Linked DNA regions of Mus musculus: region 1 is linked to region 2. The links are chromatin contacts, called in public promoter capture Hi-C maps. All regions are on one chromosome and are shown on one strand. Each heading gives the region's core, a stretch centred on a gene start, on an enhancer-like site or on the middle of the called end of the contact. The rest is flanking DNA. Distances are from core to core; before and after follow the strand shown.

Region 1 (6,739 bases), core at 3,826-6,325, 2.9 Mb after region 2:
CCCCTAAGATGCTCATTGTGGAAAAAGAGAACCAACTCTAGTCCTCTAGCTTCCACATATATGCTGTAGCATACACACTCACACACATAGACATGCATAAAATAAATGTAATAAAATTTTAAACTTAAAAAAACATGCAGGAGTAGAAAAATACACTTAGAACTATCTATGCCAAAAATGTGATGTCTCATAATTATCCATCCTGTATTGGTACTTTAACAATTGCTGCTCTTACAGAAAAGGAGTGGATCCGGATGGGAGTGGAGGTGGGAAGGGACTGGGAGGGGTAGAAGGAGGGAAAACTATAATCAAGATCTATTATGTGAGAGAAGGATCCATTTTCAATAAAAAGGAAAAAACAGTAGCTGTGCCTTTTATTTCTTTTGCAGAAGAGAGAGAGAGAGAAATAGCACATTTGTGAACCCTCACCTCTCTTGTTTTCTAATCCACCTCATCAGTGCATTATGGGAAACTGGAGATGGTCGTTATTATCCAGCATCTTAGTAAGGCTGCTGAATTCATCTACACTGCGTCTCACTTCCCAAATGCTCTGACTCCCGAGGCGAAAGGCAGAGGATCAAAAAATGCTATCTGAGAGAATGTTGTAGTACACAGATTAGTTGACTGCTTAAACTGGAATGGGAAGAGGGCCAGTGAAGATGAGGAGGAAGAGCAGGGGAGAGGGGGATAGGAAGGGGAAGGGAAGGGAGAAGGCAAGAAGAGGAAGGAAGAAGAGAGGAGGAAAGGAGGGGAAATTCTCTCTTGTGAGTGTGGACTTAGAGTTTCACCTCACAGCCTAATTACCACTTATTCAATCTCAATTTCTTATCTAAATATCATTTCTTCCATATAACAGAGACAGACAGACAAGACAGACAAGCAGGCAGACAGACAGATGAGAATTCTCGGAACCTCCGAGTCTTGGCTACCTGCACCGCAGTTATTGTCTTTGCAGTTATTGTTGCATACAATTTTCTTTTTACAATGAATGCCATTAGTTTGTTTTTCCTTATAAAGTTTTTTTTTTTCTTTCCTCCAAAATTCAGGTCAAAGATCCGTGAATTCTTCAGAATGCAAGGTCAGGAGGGCTGGACTCTGACTCAGAGGTAACACTAGCCTAACATGTGTGGGGTCATGAGTTCAATCCCTCACACTGTCAAAGGGGAGGCAAGACTCTAGAGTCAAGGACCCGGGATAGGATCCAGTGTAAAGGTTCTTATCTCAGCGTTATAAAAAATGATGCCATTTCACCCAAGCTAGCAAATTACCTCTCTCATTCAGTCAGAGATCTGTGCCTGTTCAAATTAACAGCGTGAGCCATTTCCAAATCTTAGAATCTGCCAGGTAGCAGAGTTCCCGTCAAGGCAGGAAGTGGCTTAGGGTGAAGAGACTGACTGTTCTCTGTGACAGGGTGCAGAAGAGGTGGCCTCTAACGGGCTCATTGAAGAAGACTCACGTAGGAAATATTTTTTTCTTGCAAGAAAAAAAATTGTGGTTTAATAACAAAAGAAGAAATAATTCTAAATTTTTAAATTTTCTCTGTTTAACTAATATTTAAGTTTCCAGAATAGGCAGCCTCTGATTCTCTCTCTCCCACTTCTCTCTTCTCCTTTCTTGCTCCTCTTCTGGTTGGCTCCCAACCTGTTTATCTATCGATCTATTTTGAGATAGTGTTTCAATTTACCCAGGCCAAAGGTGACCTAGAACTCCTGATCCTCTTCCTGTCTCCTCCTCCTTTTGAATGTGGGACGACGGGCATGTACCCCATAACCCAGTTTATGCAGCACTGAGGATCAAACTCCTCTGGGCTTCCTGCATCCCAGGCAAGCACACTACCAATCAAGCCATGCCCCCACCCCAACATCCCCACTTCAATCTCCTTCAAGGACCTTAGGCTTCATACCAAAGATACAAAACCTTCTGCTAACTGGACTGTCTCTTCCTATGGACCTTTGAGTTTGGAGGTTTAGCTCACACCTAACACTCCTCATGGACTCCTTGGGTCAAAGAAACCAGCCTATACTACCACCCAGTCATCAATCCAATGGGAGTTTCCCTTTAGATGTTGTCCAATATTATTACATCTTCTCCGTGGGTCAATGAATAGAAGTTTAGTAAGCCAAGGTCAACAGCTGTGACTAGTCCACATCTATGAGTGAACTTTGTTTATACCCTTCCCATTCTTCTCAACGGAGTCCCACATAGTGAGTAGCATGCCAAGACTCTGTTCTCAGGCTCTTCATGCAGTACAGTGGACGAGAACACACAAAAGTCACATCTGCACAAGGAGAGAGGGGTCCATGTGCTCAGGGGTGCATGCACGGGACAGTGGATTTCAGCAGGCTCTCTAGCAAAGATGAGCAATCATTAAAAAATGCTCATCTTCCTTTGAGCTACTCAGCATGCTGATGCTGATGCTGATGCTGATGCTGATGCTGATGCTGATGCTGATGCTGATGCTGATGCTGCATTAGACAAAGTTCTGAGTAGCTGCATGATCCCTTCTGAGTCTTTTCTCCCATAAGCTTAGTTCAGGGGACCAGCATCTCTTTAATGCCTGACATTTAGGGCAAACAAGGAAAGCAGGAGAGGTCCTCAGTTATTAACAGTTTGTGAGGAGATTCTGACACATAGGAAGGAGTCTCCATCATCCTCTCTCCACAAAAGTGGCTTAGTGGAGGTAGTTCCTCTTAGGCCTCAGGTAGAAGAGTCAGAAGAGACCCAAGTTCAAGTCTCAGCTCTACTTATATTCTGTATATTATATTCTGTATATTATATTATATATTTCACCCTCTCAATTTCAAAACCCTTATCTGCTGAGGGGATGAGAATAAATGGAGAAGTTGGGAGTGGCCTGACCGGCTAGGTTCCTAACACACTGAGGGCTTAGTCTGTGCTAGCCACAACCATGACACCACGGGTGACAGACATGGACAAAACTCAGAACTGGGCACAGGGCTGCCTTACAGCCAACTGGAAAAGGGAGCTGGAGGCCATTTTATCTGGAGAATAAACAGAAGGTGCAGTCCATTCTACCCAGTTCTGTTAATTTACTTTTTGTTTTTGTTTTAGGTTTTATACGTACTTAAGGTGAGGAAAAAGATAACAAGCTGAGTCGTGTGTAAATGACAACTTTTACCAACCTGACAGGTCTGCACATATACTCCTTCTTCTCTTTCCTCAAATACAGATAACTATTTTTAATAAAAGAGGGTGCATGTTACATTGCTTTTCTGTATCCTGCTTTTACTAGCCACTGAGACATAGTCATCTTTTATTTTCCAAGTGATATACTATTAATGCCATCATTTAACTAATAACATGCAGATAAAAGAAAATTCATTTCATCAATTCCTTAAAATAGTTATTATTTGGGTTATAAGAATGTAGCCAGATCCTCTGGGCTTGCCAATTTGCTTCTACCTAGGGAAATACCCTGTGACCCCAGGGCTTTGTTTTTGCCATCTACAAAATGAGAAATATATTATATATACATGTCTCTATATACAAATATACTACAAAAATTCTTATTTGTATCAAAGATGCTAAAGAGGTACTATTCTCCATGGAATGAAAACAAGAAGAAATTCATCTGGCATGCTGTTGATCAAATTAAGTTCAAGTATGTTCCTGTAGGAAGCTCAGGAAAGACTGATTCAGCCTGGGTTAATTAGTTACCCTTTATCTGTCTATCCTTTCTTAGGGGAGAAAGCAGAACACAGCTCTTATATAAATTCAGTCCATATTTTCCTTAGAGGGATAAGGATCCAGTGAAAACAATTTCTCTTGAAAAGCAGGGTGAGACATTAGATCCAGTCTTAGCCATCTTCTATACCTGTGGTATGTTTGTAACTTGGCACACATCTCTTGAATGACCTTACAAGGTTGTGAAACCAAAGAAATATGACAGCCTTGACAGGTACTAGCACACAGTGAGCTTAATGGTAACATATTTAGAACCTTCTAGAGTCTCTGCTTCTCTAGTTCCTACCTTCCCAAGCCATGGAAACAAATCTACTTACTTCAAGCATTAGTGAACTGAAGCTTCCGAGTATGGTCGCATCTCAAGGGTTGAAGTGGTTAAGGTAGATGACAAAGACTTCTAAAATTCTTATATGCCCCATAAATTAGCTCTATAAGCTATTTACAGAGTTAAAAAAAAAGACTTGCCTTTGATTGCATCTTCTTATTTCTTCATTCATATTACTCTCAGGTACATGTAAAAGACTAGAAAGTATTCAAACAGCTTATTTAACTTTTTTAACTGACTATTCATTAACATCACCTGGGAATTAATAGTAGACAAAAACACATTAAAGACTGGCCAATACCAGAAAATCCGTTTTTGAGGGGTTGTTTTCTAATCTCCTAAGATGAAGTGTTTCTGACTGAGGTGCAGCCCAAGCTAAAAATCGCCAATGGATGTTCCCAAATGAATGGGTTCCAAGCACACAGCCCTCCACACATGTGAATTCCCCAGTGTACCTCTGAACCAAATCACTGAAGTATGCCTTCTCAGATGGACTCTTCTCTCTTCCAAAAGCAAAGCTTCGGAGTAGAAAAAGGTCTTACAGAATAAAATGACCGAATCTATGCAAAATAGGAAAGAATCTAAATGGTAAAATCTATATGCTAAAAGAAGTGCCTCATATAGCAATTTACAATTACAATTTTATAGAATTCGTGGTAGTGTGGATAAAGTGCACGCTTTAAAGGAAAAAAATAATATCTGCTCTTATTTTATATATACAACTATGAGAGAAAGCTAAAAATTATATGCACCTCAAAAAGGAAGGAAATACCCCAACTGACAATCAAGCCTTGTGGTGGTATTTTCTACAGTCTACAATATTTTTGTACTTTTTCCAGTTTACCACATAAGATGGTAGAACAAACACTGATAGTTGAACAAATTAAGCTTACTTTCCACATGCCATTCCTGTACTCATCCTCAAAGCACAGTTCTCAGTAACAAATGAACACAAAGGGAAACCTACCTGTGCCTCTGCCTTCGGTCGCCCTGGCGTCTGCTCTGACTCCAGGCTTCTCGCCCCATAGAATGCAGCTTGTTTATTTAAAACAAAAGTGAAACAAACACTGTTTTATGAACAGTGTCAGCCAATAGCAAGGCGAGAAGTCACTTGGGTCAGCAGGACCTCAGCTTTGTGGCACTGTCATGGGTGTGGGTGCTTGAGTTCTTTCTTCAGAAGTCAGAGAATTTCCAGTTTGTGACTGTCAACCTCTTTCAAGTCACCCTAGAATTGCCCTGCCGCTAATGATTGGTTTTTGCTGGGGTTTTTCTTTTCTTTCTTTTCTTTCTTTCCTTCCCCCCCCCCCCCTTTCCATCGGGATCTTTTGCAGGATGTGATGGGCAGGGAGCTGGGGGGAGGGGGAGGTTAAGTGGCTGTTATTTCTCCAAAAGGGCTTCTGTTCCCATGCCCAACCCATCAGTGCAGCGCTCTGTAGCCTGCTTTAGAGCACTCTCACCACTCTCTGATGCTCTCACATTCTCACTTACTCCACTGAAAAGTCTCTGCAAAGGTCACCGATGGTCTCAAGGTTCATGTAATGTGTTCTTTCTCCGTTTTCCTCTTCCTTTCTCTCTTGTTTGAATAGCTAATTGTGGAGACTTGTTCTCAATCTGCCTCGCTCTTTTTTCCAACTTTCAGAATGGTTCGTTCTCCTTTGCCTCCTGAGACTGAGTGACAAATCTCTCCCACGGGTTCAGGTGCTTGAACGCTGGGTCTCCAGTCAGTGGTGTTATTCAGGGAGGTGGTGCAGCCTCACAGGAGGGGATGTGGCACCACCGGAAGTGGCCTGTGAGCATTTATCCCCTCAGTCCAGTTCTCATACTGCTCTCTCTGGTTCACATTTGCAGATACAGATGTGATCTCTCAGCTTCCTTCCCTGGGCACTCACCACCATGCCTCCCAGGTCATATGGACTGTCTGAAATTTAAATCCCAATAAATTCTTTCCTTGTGTTGCCATTGTTCCTGATATTTTACTATAGCAACAGACTAATACCTATTACACCCCCTTTTCAGATTGCTCATTTCCTATTAATTTTTCCAGGTGCAAGTTTTTCCTAAAGATTTCTGCCGTCTTTGTTTCTTCTTCTCTTGCCTATGTATAACTTATCCTCAGCGAAATCCATTTTAAAATCTATACTGCATCAAAATGACCCCAAATACTCAATATGATTTTGAAACAGAACAATTAACCTAAAATTCTCAAACTTCATAATTGCAAAACAACACACTACTTAGCAATTATAACAGTCTAGTTGTTTGGGTTTCTTTTTTTCCAATCAATGGCCTTTCTCTACAAAAAGGATAAACAGGCTGAGAAAGAAATTAGGGAAACAACACCCTTCACAATAGTCACAAATAACATAAAATACCTTGGTGTGACTCTAACTAAGGAAGTGAAAGATCTGTATGATAAGAACTTCAAGTCTCTGAAGAAGGAAATTAAAGATCTCAGAAGATGGAAAGATCTCCAATGCTCATGGATTGGCAAGATCAATATAGTAAAGATGGCTATCTTGCCAAAAGCAATCTACAGATTCAATGCAATCCCTATCAAAATTCCAACTCAATTCTTCAACGAATTAGAAAGGGCAATCAGCAGATTCATCTGGAATAACAAAAAACCTAGGATAGCAAAAACTCTTCTCAATGATAAAAGAACCACTGGTGGAATCACCATGCCTGACCTAAAGCTTTACTACAGAGCAA
Region 2 (7,651 bases), core at 4,392-6,891:
TTGTCAGCCCACCTTCATCAGGACACTAGCAAGGCTCAGTGTTTGAGAGGGAATCTTCCATCAATGCCATTGGCTATTTCTTTTGTAACCCAAGGTAATTTAGTCAGTGCATGTCCTCATGGTCAAGTCTATAGCCTTAGATAATCAATTTAATCTCAGTTTCCCCCATCTTTATAAAAAGGGAATAGAAGAAACGCATTGCTGAACCACTATGCATGGTATATTATCTAATATATAGAGAATGACTTGGTTGCCTGCTGCTACCAAGACTCCCCAATGGTAATTATGGTTATTGGGAACTGTAGAAGGCTCAGCAAGGGTGCAAAGCTTTCATATACCAGACTAAAGACACTCGGAAAAGCAAAACCAGGAGAGATTCCTAGACACTGCCTGGTAACACAGTGGTTCTCCACCTGTAGGTCGTGACCCCTGCAGGTCAAACAACCCTTTCACAGGGGTCACATATCAGGTATCTTACATATCAGATATTTACATAATATAATAGTAATAAACATAACAGTAGCAAAACTACAGTTATAAAGTAGCAGCAAAGATAATTTTATGGCTTGGGGGCGCGGTGGTGGTCACTGGAACATGAGGAACTATATAAAATGGTCACAGCTTTAGAAAGGTTGAGAATAACTGTTCTAAGAAAACCTGCTTCTGTCTCTTTCAACCCTATTCATTCCAAAGCAGTGCCTTGTAAGTTCTGGAGGCCAGAGGATACCTAACGCTTGTGGATGTTAACCGTCCAAAACCGAATCCGTCTTTGCAATGACTGTGTAACCGAAACCCTGCTCCTGGGGGAAGTTGAATAAACGCCCTGTTTCTGCCTTTTCCAGTATTTTTAGCATTTAAAATGGTGTGTAGCCAAGTGTTTAAAATTCTTCACACAAGTGTCCATGGCCCTACTATGTGAAAGGCCACTCAAAGCCACTTCTTTCCGAATGGGAGGGATGGGCTACAAATCTACGCCAAGAGGCCAGGATTCCCAAAGTCAGCCCTTACCACAAGGCCCAAAGCTGCTCCCCTGGACCAATAGGCCAGAGCAGGAGAATGTCCTAGCCCTATAGCTTCTCAGCAACAAGGCAGGAGCAGAAAAAAGTTCAGGTAAAATCAGCCAAACACAGTAGATACTGCTCTTGGGGGGTGGGGGTGGGGGGTTGCTGCTGGTCCAGAGAATAGTGTGTGAGTGCTGCCTCTTCCAACAGCAAATTCCAGCTCTGGATGAAGGCCTCAGAGCCCCATCCAGGAACAGTTAGTCTTACTGTGTGTCACCTTAACAGCATTCCCACCAGGGTCCCCACCTCAGAAGTCCTGTCTTTATTGGTTTACCTCCAGCTTCCATTCCCAGTATACACTGGACCTACCTGGGGAAGTAGGCCTCTCAGGGCCAGCTGGCCATGGCTTAATACCCTTGAGATAGCTGTGTACAGTGAGAACCTACAGCTGTGGGTTGAGCCCTACCTCAGGGGTCTCCCCTGCTTTCATCTGGCACCTCTCACCCCAGTGCCTGGGGATCATCCAGAAGCGATTGTTTTGCTCCTGATCTCTCTCTCTCTCTCTCTCTCTCTCTCTCTCTCTCTCTCTCTGTCTCTCTCTCTCCTCCCCTCCCCCTCCCCCCTCCCTCTCTCTTTCCTCTCTCTCACTCACTCACTCATCTCTTCCCTGGGCCTGTGAGCTAATTGGAGAGAAGGAGGGGGAGGAGGGGGACGCTGCTCGCCTTCCCCGTTATCTGCAGCAATCCGGGGTGACTAATGCTCCCAGTTGGTGAAAAGGCAGTGTAATCAAAACACTTTTTTTTTAGTCCTTAAACTTAGTCATTCTTCCAGAGTGGAGGAAGGGGGGGGGGAGCCCACAGCAAAGCACCATGAAATGCAAGCTGAGAGGCTCCCACTGCTGGGTGGAATCAAAGCATTGGCTGGAGGAGGGGGGGCTTCCTGCAGATCTAAAGTCTGAAGCCCTACTCCTTGATACCCTGGCTAAACTTCCTCTGCACCCTTGTTTGCCCTGGCTTCCCTTGACATCTGGATTATGGGCTCCCTGAAGGTCTTCCAGGCTGAGTCAGGAGGTGCCCTTTGCTCTCACCCTACCAGGTGCTGCCATCTGCTGGTGCCAGCTTGCCAAAGGGCAGGAAGCATATTAAAGTGCTCTTGGTTAGGGGCTTTGGTAATGGGCTCGCCCTTCAGTACTGACACTCCTTCTGGCTCCAAATGCAAGTCTGGGAGCCCACTGTACCTTGACAGAGCTAAAGACAGTCAGAGGTGGTAAGAACTTTGGAACTCATTAAGGAGAGGTGATATGCTCAAGTGGTTAAAGAAGCAGAAAAAGAGCTAGGATGCCCAGGTTGGAATTCTCCTTCATCACTCCATGGCTGTGCTTCATACCTGTAAGATGACAACAGTGACAGCATCACCTACCTCACAGCATTGTTATATATTGGTCACCTAGAATAATATATGGCATGGCTTGCATAGTTGATTATTAACTATTTGTCAAAATAACAAAATAAGACAGCACACATACCATCTTAACCCCTTTGCTCATTCATAGCAGACATTACTAATCCATCACTGTATGTCTTCACCAGACTCACAGAGTGAGTCTCCAGAATCCTCAATATAGTATTCAAGGCAGCTAATAATAAACAATCAAAATTGGCATATGGTGTGACACTCATTTGTCAAACCTGATTTAGACTGGAGTCTTTACATTGTGGTCAAGGAAGATAAAGCCCATTGGAAGAAAGTAGTAGCTCTCAACCCCTTGGAAGCAGAGTCAAGGCCTAGTGGGTATTCCTAGTCCATATTGTTGTTTGTCAGCCTGGTTTCAGATATGACCCTTCACTCTGACTTTTAAGTAGTCAATGTGGGCCTCCCATCCTCCATAAATTTTTACTCTGACACCTTTGTCTTCTGCCACCTTTGCTTGCCATTCCATGCCCTTGGCTCTTGAATTCTCAGGGAACCCTGATTTAGTGGTACCCTTCTAAGCAAGTGAAAAGCATGGTGAAGCAAGACGAGGAATCCATGGAGAACATTGAAAGTCTGGATCTTGGTCTATTTCAGGAGCCTCTCAGGGCTTCCTGAAAGAGTTAGCCAGCCCTAAACTTCATATGGGAAAGCCTGGGACAAAGCAAGATGTAACATATTCTGAGACAAGGCCCCATGGGGAGCATTTGTGCATAAGTTTCTGAGTTAAAGACTCTGGGGAAGAGGTCAGGGGAACAGTAGATCAGTTCTTCAATAGCTTTGTTCATCAAATAGACCCCTGCCATCTGCCATCTGGGGAAGAAGCAATGATTACTAACTAGGCTTGCAGTCGGGAGCATCACCTCTACCTGAAGCCCTTCCAACTCCCAGCCTCTACTTCTAAACTGACCCTGTTCCTTTCCATCCCCAAAGAGGCATGATCAGCCTGCATTGTACTGCCCTTTGGTTATAGAAAGGCAAGATATAGCTTCCAGTCCTGCAGACCATGTATGCTAGATGTGTGCATGCTACCTCACAGGGAAGTTCACAGAGAGAAGCTTCAAGGTATACACAACCCTAAACCTAAGGCCCTACTTGCTGAAAGGAAGGAAGGCTATGTTAACCTCAGAGACCTCCAGACACTTCCCAGGCAAACCCTAGGAAGCCAGCATTCTCCCCAGTATCCTAGAAGACCCTGCTGATTATGTTAAAGTCTGAGGTGGGCAATAAACAAACAGCCCCAGTTAGGCCTCAGCTCTCCCTGAAGATTCAGATTTAGCTTCACCCTCAGACATCAACAATTGCTCAGACCTGCTCGTTTCTCTGGGCTTGCCTCTCTGTTCCAAGGTCTTTCTTCTCTGTCCCATTTCCCAAGAGCCTCTAGATCAGTGGTTCTCAAGCTATGATGGGTCATGACCCGTTTACAGGTCCTGCACATCAGACATTCACATTACAATTCATAACAGTAGCAAAATTACAGTTTTGAAATAGCAACAAAGATAATTTTATGGTTGGGGGTCACCAAAACGTGAGGAACTATATTAAAGGGTTGAAGCTCTAGGGAGGTTGAGAACTAATATAACAGTGCACTTGGAAATTGACTGAGAGGGGATTCATCAGCAGTATTATCCATCCCCACTTCTGATAGATGAGGAGTCAAGGCCCAGAGAAGGGACATGATTTTTGTGAAATTGATCATGCTGCCAAAGATGGGACTAGAGCCCTGAGTTCTTCCCTTGGTCCAGATCTCATCCATTCTTGTCCTGCAAAATGTGTCAGCTACTCCAACCAACAGCCCCCAAACAGACTTCTCTCGATATACACAGTCCTAGGCTAGAACTTTTGAAAATATTGCTCACCACAGACGATGTCTGAGGGAGGCTGAGTATGGGGCAGGGGGAAATGGGGCAGAGCCATCCACAAGTGCTGGAACACCAAGAGACTCACAATCACACAGTGTTTCCATTCATCTCACCCCATACAAAGCTGCAAGACTCTCCCAACCCATGCTCTCTGCCTCAGCTGTTTGTCAAGGATTCTGGGTCTTCTATTCTCTTCAAGACCACTCCTTTGCTCCTGCTTACTTATTTCCTGAAGAAATAGCATGGTGATGGTCTGTGACATGTCTTGAGGGAGCCACCTCCTATTGGAAAGCCTTTTTAAAACTAAAAGCCATCCCTTGTTCCTCCTCCTCTGAGCCCCTGGGCCCTGGGAATTTGGGACACGTTGTATATACCTCTGCTCTAGGTCATAGGGACTTAGCTGCTCCCCTGGCTGTGCCTACAACCCTCCAGGTACATTTGAAGAAAGCGAAGTCCTAGAGAGGTCAGGAGAGAGGATTGGAACGGTTCTCTCTGCTTGAGTTTCTGGCTTCTAAAGCAGGAACTTGGGCAGAGAAACTCGGTTCAGCGTATAACTCTAGGTAGTTTGTGGTACACTGGGGCTCTGAATTCTGAGGCCCAATGCAAGCTGTTTGCTTAGATCTTATTCTTCTAAAACCCCATGCACAGCTCCAGGGGCCCCTAACAGCCTGTCCAGCAACTTGTTAGGATTTTTCCTAACATTGCCGAGGCCTTCTACTCCTGTTGTTGTTGTTTTGTTTGCTAGGCTTTGGTGTATTGTTTTCTCTTAAGACTGGATTGATTGTGAAGCCCAGATGGGCCATGTTGTCAACATTAGCCTCGAACTCATGACCTCTCCCTGCCTCAACCTCCAGAATTCGGGGATTGCAGATACCTGTCTGTCATCACACCGGGCTTTCTGAATCTTCCCTCATTGAATAGCTTCACAGACTAGTCCACCCTGAAAAGCACTTAACTCTGTTTCCATTCGAACCCCGAACCTTCTTGAAGAGGGGGGAGGGGACCCAGGTGATGTAGGTGAGACATGCAACATTTTCAATACGAAAGTGTGTAGAGCAAAGCGCAAGCTTCCCGTCTACTGTGTCTCCTCTAGCTCCTTCCCCTGTCGCCGCTTGTGTCTCCGAGTTAGAAACCCCATATCAGACAGAAACTGCAGCCCGTGATGGGTTCTACGCACAGAGCCTTAAAAGCAGGGCCGGAGCGCAACCACGTCCCGCAAAGAAAGTCCGCCTCAAACAACAAGAGAACAAAGTGTTAACGCGTGGGCCCGCCTCCCTCCCGCCTCTTCCGGGCATAAGGGGGCGTGTCCCTCATCACTTCCTGGAGACTGGCCGAATCCGGAAGTGATCCTCGAGAACCTACTTTTCTACCGAGGACCCCGGCAGTCGGCGTGGGTTTAGGACCATGAGCTGGTGAGTGAGGCCGGGTGGCGTCGGCTGGAGCCAGGGCGGCCCGACAGCCCTGCTCCTAAGCGGTTCCGGGAGCCTCCTCGGTGCTCTCCCGGAGGCTCCATCTCTCGGCCAGACTCCCGAGGAGGATCCCTTAGCCTTGGACCCGCGTCTGATCCCTGTTGCCTGCCCTTTCTCCCATCGCATTTCCTTTCACCTCCTTGGCGTGAGGAGTCCCTCTTCCCTCTTCTCTCAGCTATCCATTGAGGTGGAGTCAGTGTCCTCCTTCGCTCCCGTGGGCATCTCTACACCGCGCTTATCTGCTCCGGAGCTGTGTTGCTCATTGAGGCAGACTAGGCACAGTTCTGTGACCAAAATCCAGCTGCTTTCAGACAACTGGAATAACATCACCTAACAGTGCCTCAAAAGACGAAATTCTTTTTAAAAATGTAAAAGTTGATTCTCACATGGGAAGGATCAGAATTGCACCACACACACACACACACACACACACACACACACACACATTTAATGTGTGATTGGACTGTTTGAATCTTTCCAGGGCTGTGACCCCACTGCCCTCTCTCTAAGATAGACATAGCTTAAACTTTATGGGGATCGTCAAACCAAGGAGCCATAGAGCTGGAATGTCACAGCTGCAGATGGGGGTGGGGGGAGCTCACGGTGGATACTTCCTGTTTGTGATTAGCCTAATGTGGAAGGTCCTCTTTCCCCAAAAGCTGGTCCTTAATTGTTGCTCTGGGGTTTTTGTTTTTGTTTTTACGTGCAGATGAAAAGTCATAAATTTTCTGTCTTCCTAGGGCTTCTTTAAAGGCTGTCAATGTCTTTACCATTAGGCCCAAGAGCCTGTGTGTCCATGGTCCCCACTCAAACTCCTAACTGTTTACAATGCATTTGTATGAATAAATTGGCCTCCAAGGAAGTATGAGATTAATCAGCCCTCTTTAGATCCCAAGGTGCATTAATGTAGGGGGCTGGACTTGCTCAGAGCCCAGTCTGTTATGCAAAATAAGTGCATGATAATCAGCTATGAATGAATGAAATTAGCTAGACACCCTCTGAGAAGGCTTTCACACTTGACCACCAGTGGAGACCAAGCTTTCGCCACAAGCAGCTAATGTCAGTCAATGTCAAGGATAGCTTTCTAATGTACAGTGTAAACCACTTCTGCCCCTTCCTCCACCTGCTTCTCAGACTGAGGTTAATTGGTGGACAAATGTCAGACAGCTGGAGAAGCAGGGAACAGAACACACACACACACACACACACACACACACCCGCGAAGCTCTAATAAGCCTCAGCAGGAGATACTCATTTCCCCTCAACCTCTTCCTCCAAGAGGCCCACAGAAAGCTGGAACCCCTAAAAGCTAACTTCCCCATCTTGTTACAGCTTAGCTAGTGACAGGTCAAGGGGCACTTCCTCAGTTCCCTTTGCTAAAGGGAAATCTCCTGAAGCAGAGTCGTTTCTTTTAAGCATCAGTCTGTGTACCTCCAGCTTCATGATGCTAGAAGTCATCTTGGTTTATGCACCTTGAATCTTTGAATCTCTCTTGCCTAATTTTTAAAAATAAAAAAGAAAGTATAGGTGCTTTCCGTTTAGACTGACATTTCTATTTTAAAAAAAAAAAATAGAATAAGTGGAACAGAGGCCACTAGAGGTGTTGGTTCTCTGAATGGGCTCCTCCTCCTCTTCCTCCTCCTCTTCTTCCTTCTCCTCCTCTTCCTCCTCCTTTTCTTGAAAACTAGCATTTTTTTTTCCAAACCATTTTCCAACAAAGCCCATCAGGTTGGAGAGACTTGGAATTGGCAGCCACTAACAGGGCTGAGGTTGTCATGAACTACTTGGCCAGTACAAGCACATCTTAGTGCCTCTTTGGACGGAGGGTCACAACCAAAAGCATGGCTTT

The links. Promoter capture Hi-C pulls out the DNA fragments that hold promoters and counts their contacts.
Region 1: a promoter capture Hi-C map of pre-B cells shows a contact between it and region 2, with 2.4 times the contacts expected there. The contact joins the promoter of Cysltr2 here to the promoter of Bin3 in region 2.

The regions. Positions count from the first base shown.
Region 1 is chr14:73,044,039-73,050,777 of GRCm38.p6, forward strand. It overlaps Cysltr2 (cysteinyl leukotriene receptor 2), which reads right to left and starts at 5,076. Exons shown (of 5, transcript NM_001162412.1): 1 at 4,998-5,076; 2 at 4,486-4,590.
Region 2 is chr14:70,094,452-70,102,102 of GRCm38.p6, forward strand. It overlaps Bin3 (bridging integrator 3), which reads left to right and starts at 5,642. Exons shown (of 9, transcript NM_021328.4): 1 at 5,642-5,745. The coding sequence starts at 5,738.